Regions from separate parts of the Zea mays genome. Here region 1 is linked to region 2. A link is a contact called in public Hi-C data. All regions are on one chromosome and are shown on one strand. Each heading gives the region's core, a stretch centred on a gene start, on an enhancer-like site or on the middle of the called end of the contact. The rest is flanking DNA. Distances are from core to core; before and after follow the strand shown.

Evidence for each region. A called contact is a pair of places that touch in the nucleus more often than the background predicts.
Region 1: a contact with region 2 is called in a Hi-C map of tassel, with 2.2 times the contacts expected there. The contact joins the enhancer-like site here to the promoter of LOC542187 in region 2. A contact is called at or near these places in 2 of 25 Hi-C or Micro-C datasets (ear and tassel).

The regions. Positions count from the first base shown.
Region 1 is chr1:298,534,823-298,538,502 of Zm-B73-REFERENCE-NAM-5.0, reverse strand. LOC103644231 reads right to left here. Exons shown (of 9, transcript XM_008667429.3): 9 at 1,223-1,769. The coding sequence ends at 1,542. Among protein-coding and RNA genes, the nearest start is that of LOC103644231, 7.9 kb to the right of the region's middle. Within about 2 kb of position 1,657, at least 4 of the 20 cell types and tissues checked have an H3K27ac peak or open chromatin away from gene starts, as enhancers often do. A contact at or near this core is called in tassel, where this site is marked.
Region 2 is chr1:298,110,722-298,114,607 of Zm-B73-REFERENCE-NAM-5.0, reverse strand. It overlaps LOC542187 (DNA-binding protein EMBP-1), which reads right to left and starts at 1,299. Exons shown (of 9, transcript XM_035964421.1): 1 at 892-1,299; 2 at 639-758; 3 at 433-530; 4 at 270-324; 5 at 134-182. The coding sequence starts at 1,059.

The sequences.
Region 1 (3,680 bases), core at 408-2,907, 420 kb before region 2:
TAATTCGATTCCATACTTATATTCTATAGTGTAAAATTTGGAGCATGTTACCACCCCTACATAGAAGGTCTCAAGGATATGCATGTTATTTTAGCTGTCATATCATTAACCGTATCAAATGGACGAATGTGTTATTTAGGGTTAGTTTGAGAACTCTATTTTTGCAAGGGATTTTTATTTTTTCAAGTGGAAAATAAACTAATTTCCTTTAGAAAAATAGAAATCCTTTGAAAAAAAAATGGGGTTTTCAAACTAACCCTTAGAGAAGAAAATCTTAACTTGACGTTAGATAAAAATGTTCAAATATATGAGGAAGACTAAGGCTCTGTTTGGATGTTAGGAGTTGTTGGGGACCTTATATGCCGAAGATCACTCATTAGGCAAAGATCAGTTATCTAACATTAACATGTGGCTTTGTCGTTAACAAGTGTATTTCAGGAATTTTCCCACTGATGGAAGAAGCCAAGCTTCGGCTAAAAGCAGCGTACAAAAGCATTTCGTCTATACACAAGCAACAAAGATAATGTTGTCACTGACAGACGAGGCGACAACTTCGGCCATAAGTCAAAAGAGAAGGCAACTGTACATGAAGGTTGGAATTTGCGGAGTAGAATGAAGAAAGTACGTTATTGTCTTAATGTCATGTATAAATAGCTTATATAAAAGTGGATGAGCATTACTGTAAATCTGTATAAAGTTGGTTCGTCTTCTCTATAAATAGTTGAACAGAATCATGCATAAGGTACATTTTTTAGATCTCCATCTTCGTAGTGCTTAACCTTCGAAGAACCTTCGTGCATCCCATAATATATACATGTTTAATTTAAACTAATGTTGAATTTTACATGTATACTGATTCAAGTTTATTTGTTTGTAAAGTATCACCGCCTAAGATGTCTAATGGAATGAGTGTTATTGTATATCTCTAATTATCTGTCGTGGAGGGAGAAGATATATATGGCATTAACCTTAACAAAGATAGACTATGCCATTAACAGGAGTTGACCCTATTTTGGCAACAGAAGAAATTCTCAAGACAGCTAACAATTTTGCCTTGGCATATAATCTCGAACCCGTAAAGAAGAGATCAAATAATATATATATATATATATATATATATATATATATATATATATATATATATATATATATATATATATATATATATATATATATATATATATATATATATATATATATATAAACTAGATTACATAGTCTATTAGAGAAGCAATCCCATAATATCGAAGAATCAATACTGTTCATGTTACAAACGAAGGGGCGCAGGTCCGCACGGCGATATGTCCAACCCAGAGAAAGGGATTTGTGTTATTAGCGGCGATTGACACCGGCCTCAGCTCTAGTCAACTTGCAACAAAGCATCAAGAGCCATGTAAACAGGGCAGGTGGTACAAGTGAGATGAAATCTTCATTGAAACTGCCCCTCGTTGTTGATATTGCGGTCTTTGTACAAAGGTGGGCATTGGCTGATACGTTACACAACGTATCAGCCAAGCAACATAAAGATTACATTGGATGTATCATCTAGTTTTCTTGTCCTCTTTCTCTTTCTCCACCACCACTGGAGCTGCAGGTATGCTGAACCACCACTCTCTCAACCTTCTGGTACACCTTTCTGTGCTTGCTCTTCGTAGTGGTGAGTTGTTCGTGGATACCTCCAGAAACACCAGCAGCAGAAGCACTTTTGTGGGAACGATGGCAAGGCTCAGGGCCATCAGTACCAATGCCAGAATAGCCCTGTCCGTCGCCTGTGATATGAGAAGCACACAGTGAAATATCGAAAGAGATTCTATTTATAAACTTGTCAGAACTTATGCATACAGGTTATAGCATTTGGCAGAAAACTTGACAGTAACAAGTAGTGGAGCTCTTATTAGCTGACAACGCACATGGCTTCAGAAAACCAGATCTGTCCAAGTTGTTGGTATAGAAATCAGAAAGCTCTCCAGTTACACTCTACCAGGAGGTTTAGTAGGGCGATGAATGACTGTTAGTAGGACAGATCCGTCTTGTTGGAATGAATGACTGTTTATACGTCAGACAGATCCAGCTTGTGGTAATGAATGACTGTTTGTGCGTAAGATAGATCCAGTTAAGGACAATCAGAAAACTTCCCAACGCACTCAATCAGGTCTAGCTATGGGTGCTTGAATGGTATCTCACCTAAATCAGCAGCTGACTTGGGGTTTTTTTTTTGAAAGTGACATGATATTATTAATTTGGAGGTCAGGTTCCATAGACATATGGAACGAATATTTAACCATAAAAGAGAGGACCAAACCCAGGGAGGCTCTACTTTTGAACTGTTTATGAAGGTGTTGGAATCATAGGTATTAAAGTGGTAAGGCGACCGATACCCTTTTAAACTTTTAAGAGGTAAAGCGCAAGGCGAGGCGACGCCTTAAATATATTAAAAAATAGAAAAATATTGATATTTAAACAAGTGTTTAGGACAAAAATATCAATAAAGAAGAGAAAGACACAGAAAAGAAAAAAAGAAAAAGGTTACAGCCCAACTAGCCCAGCAAGCCCATCAATATTAGGTTAACTCTCCCACTACCCAGCCAGTTATTCCTGTTATTCCCTCCCCCACGCTCCCTCTACGCCGCCGCCGGTTGCTTGTCATGGAAGAGGCCTCTATGCCGCTGCCGGCCACTCTCCTCGCCATGGAAGACGTCATTCCTCCTCTTCCCTCCCCCTTCTTTCCCGTTGCCTGCGATGGTGGCCTCTGCTCAGGGCGCGCCTTCCAGGCCATTGCCGTCACCGGCTTACCGCCTTCCCCTCCCCGGGCACGGCCGTCTTCTGCTCCCTGGCGGGCGGCGCGCACGCCTTAGGTGTCGGAGTAAGGCGAGGACGACACCTTTACCTCGCTGGTACGCCTTACCGCCTAGGCGACACCTAGGCAACACCTTAATAACAATGGTTGGAATATAAGTGAATTACCTACATCTTTCTATCAGCTTTAACCTTTTGGGTTGAACTGGTACATGCAACTTTAATATGATATCAAAGACAATGGTCTCAAGTTTGAATCCTATAAATAAAATAATTGTCGCTCGTTCATATTCCCATCTAAGGCCTGAGAAAGTCTCGACGTGAGGGGGTGTTGAAATATAAATGAATTGTAGCTTAAGCTTTTATGTTGAACTGGTTGATGCATGCAACTTAATAAGGGGAGATAGCCTAACCACAAATACACAACTATTCATTTCCAAATGTTAGACTATTATGGCAATGTTCCTAGGCTTCCTTTTGTGTGAGGTTTGATTGTCTATTTGTTTCCTCCTGCATGAGGACTAGTATAGCAACTAGATGCTCCCTCATATGGTAGATAGGATCTGCTATCTCTATATAGGAAGTAGGATCCCATTCATGGTAGGCAAGCTCTGATTGCGTCCAGGTTGCCGCACTCCTTCCTAGTGCGTCACCCTGTGACTGCTATATATTGTAATGCCTATATCAGTCAATACTATTAAATCCTATTCCCCATTACTCCTCTATTACTAAAAGAAATCTCCAACCAAGATACGAAGCCTTGACCTCTCAAGTTTCAACTAATTAAGAACCAATTAGAATTGTCATGTTTTGTAGCAAACGTTTACACAAGCCATTTCAGCAACTAAATCAAATTACCATTTTACCAAATATGGGTCCAGAAA
Region 2 (3,886 bases), core at 50-2,549:
GTGCCAACCGTCAGGCTGCAACGCCACCAGATCCAGGCATACTATATACCCATCAAAATTCACAACAGGAAAGCTACCGCATTGCATGTATCTTATATAAGCAAAGCAACCATTATGGATTATGATAGCCAACCTTGTACATTGGCGCCGCTGGACTTTCTCCTCCTTACAGAAGGTAATACCTAGATAAAACTCACAATCAAATCAACCAAGACGGCCTGGGTAGCACTAGGGTTTGCTGCAGTTAGGTGTAATGACCAACAAGGCACCTTATGATGGGTAGCATCTCTTTTATCTGATGAGCCCTCGCTCCCACCGGCACTGCTTTGTGTTTGTGCACCGCACATAATTTCAATATCAGCTCAATAAACCAACCGAGGAGGTGAGAAACTGGCAGTGCAGTGCACATGGATGCGGCAAATGAAATAGCACCTTCCGGAAGTGCAACCGCCAGAGAGGGCGCCAGAGCTCTTCCTCTTGATCTTCGCTTCCGCCACCGCCACCGGCTCGGGAGTCGGGTAGGGCACACTCTGCATAGAACCAAACCCAGCAAGGAATTTCACATTTCAGCTGCAGCACTAGGAACCGAGAACTGCACTGAAAACAAAATGGTCGAGGCAGGAGTGTCCAGCGTTCACCGTGGCCATTGACGCGTGCGTCGCGTAGTACGCGGGGTGGAATGACACGGGGAACGGCACTGGCGTCCCGCACGGCGCCCCCGCGGCGGCCGCGGCCGCCGCCGCCGCCATCAGGTGCTGCTGCATCCCACCGCCACAGTGAACCAAAAACCCTAATCAAATCCAAATCCTGCACCACCTCCCAAACGCGAGCACGCACGACGCGGACGAATAGAAAAAGACGATGCACCGTCGGTCGGTCGGTCGCGTGTACCTGCGCGGCGTGCCAGGCGTAAGGCTGCCCACCGGCGGCGTAGTAGGCCTGCATCGAGGCGGCCCACTCCACGTGCGCCTGCGGCGGCGCCGTCCCAGCGCACGCGTCGGCGTGAGGCGCGCGCGGGCGCTCGTCGCCGCCCGACGTCGTGGAGGCGGACGACGCCATGGATGACCGCGCCGCACGTGTCGTGACCTGTATCTGTATGTACTACTACTGTGCTGCTCCCCAGCAGGTGGTGAGGGCAAGGCCAGCAGGGGGGGAGAGGAGCGAGGCAGCGCGCGCGCGGGCACGACGGAAGAAAAGTGCACAACACGCACCTGGCCCCAAGCTGCCACGCGAGCCGGAGGCACTGCAGCAGGACACAGACAGATAGAGACAGGGACGGCGCGCGGGTGCGGGTGCGGGTGCGGGTGCGGCGGGGGCAAGGGTCTCACCATCTAGAGTTCTGGTCGCTTCGGGCAGGCGGGGAGGTGGCGGCGCGGCGCTTGGTCCCGGGTGCTGGCCAGAGGGACGGCACGTGGACCGGGGCGCGGGGAACGGCCCAGGTGTCCGTGTAGGTGGCGCGTTGGGCGGGCGAGGAGGAGGAGAGTACGGGTGCGCGAGGGGGAGGATTTTTTTTTTCTAAAAGAAATAGTTTTTCATTTAATGTTTTAATAATAATCGCTTAAAAATTTTAATCATTTTTTGTCGCGTTAGAGCATTTCCAATATATTTAAGTCCTAAAAATAGAAAAAGACCTTAATTCAAAATGTTTATTGACAAAAACATTTGCAGCTACAACGGTTAAATTCTATATTACATTATTGAGAAATAGATTAAGGGCCCGTTTGGCAAAGCTCCAGCTCCTGCTTCTTTAGCTCCAGATCCTGATCCTCGTGAGGAGCTGATCCTCCTGATTCTCCTAGAAAATCAGAATCATTTTTAAAACCGTTTGGCAAGTAAACTGATTCTTGTCTTCTGAGAGTTGGTGGTCTGTGGCGATTGTCTGTTTTACCCTTTGCAGTTCAACTTTGTTACAAACCAATAAGTGGGATGCATATACGGAAAAAAATATGAAACAATAATATATAAAATATTTCCATCATAGTAGTGCATAAAATGGTCTCAAATGTTTAATCCATAAATTGGCTCGTTATGTTTTTGTCCAATGACAATTATGGGTAATTTCGATCAAACTTTAAGGGGAGGTCCATATTTGGTTGGTTGAGGAGCTGTTTTAAGGGAGGGTGGAGCAGGTTTTTTTAGATCCCACCTTTCTTCACAAAAACGGCTCCCGATCTTTCAGCTCCACACGAGAATCAGTTTAAAAAATACCCGTTTGGCACGGCTCCTCCAGATCCTCGCTTAGAATCAGGAGCTGGAGCTGTGCCAAACGGGCCCTAAGTTATTTAAGAAATAAAAAGGTAGAAATACCGTACAAAACGAGGATATGACTTCACTATGTGATAACCTGAAAGGTCGAACCCTATAGTTATTTGTCGGCGCATGTTGTGTAAGCACGGTCTGTGTGCAAACATGCAAGCAGCAATTCTAGACCCTGGGATCTCCATCTTACGGTGGCCTTCAGTTTTGCAGTTATCCCCTCCCACCAAGCTATGACATATTTTGAAAAGACCTCCCGACGAGATTTTAAAAAACGAGACAGACCCATTCTCACGTGCAGGTACTGCCATGTTTCAAGTGACTGGTATGAGTACAACAGCAGCAGTGCTGCAAGTAATGGCGGCGTGACGGCGTATATGTTGTCCATTTAAATGATTTTCACTTTATTTAAAAAAAAGATTATGGCCAGCCAGGCTGGGCCGCTACAAGGCCCAAAAGGCCGAGCAGCCCAACCCAGCCGGCTGGAAGAAAGGCTGGCCGAGCAGCCCTTTCAGGAGCACGTTTCCTAGGGCACGGTAATGCCATGCCGTGAGAGGAAGAGAGGAGGTAGGGAAAAGGAAGTTGGCTTTCCTGGCGGCGGCGGGCTGCAGCCTGGTCTTTCGGCGCTCGCGAATTTCTGGCCGTCAGCTGCGCAACCTCCTCTAGTTCGGCTCCATAACTATGGAGATTTGCTCCCTGCTCAGCACTTCGCCTAAAATCGCTAGCTCTCTATTCCTATTCCTCCTCTCGGTTCCGGTCACGGTTTGGATCGATTCCTTCGATTCTTGGTGTTCTAGTGTTAATCCTGCTGGTGGAAGAAGGTGGAGGTGGCCCTGCTTGTGTGCAGCGCGGTTCTCCTGCGCTCCGTTGTCTCACCAGTGCACCTGTGTGGTGCTCTGTCTGTTCTGATTATTGTCCACCGTGGCCTGGTGCCTGGGCTCCCTGCTGCGCGGTGTTCGTCTTCTCGGGCTGGTGCCGTGGACGTCTCCCTCGGCTCCGGCAGCGGCTCTAGTATCTCTGTCAACCTCCCGCCGTGCAGGCCCGGACGTGGGCGGCAGAATTGATTTTCTGGAGCAGAACCTTGGGTTCGCTGAGCTAGTCTTCCCACGTAGACAATCTACGTGTTGTGAGTTATTCGTTGTCTCACTTTATTTACTGTTTAATTTTGTGCAATCTGCTAGTATTAAATACTTGGGTGTGATTGCACTGTTGTGGGCGGATTTGTGTGCTCGATGATGATAGCGGTGTAGTGAGACAGCGTGACAGTCTGGGTTTTAGTGTATTATCATTTTCAGCATTGATATTATGTGTGCCTAATTAAATTTCTCTTTGTTGAGGCTGTTTACCTGTGTTAAATTCTGTTATTTTATTTATTACACAGCTTCTTACTATTAGTATTTAGATTTGATTATTAGGCTTATTACATCTGATCTAAAACCCTGATTTGGTAAGATAGGGTTGTCACGTTAGTCGATGATCTCTGATCACCTATTAGCGTTGGAGGGCTATTTATTACAGCAACCCGCTATTTTGAGAGCAATACTTTAAGAAAAACAATCATGTTTATTTGTTTAATCTGCCTTCTTCATCTGCAAGCCATGTTTAATTATAAAATGGACCTGAGATGCTA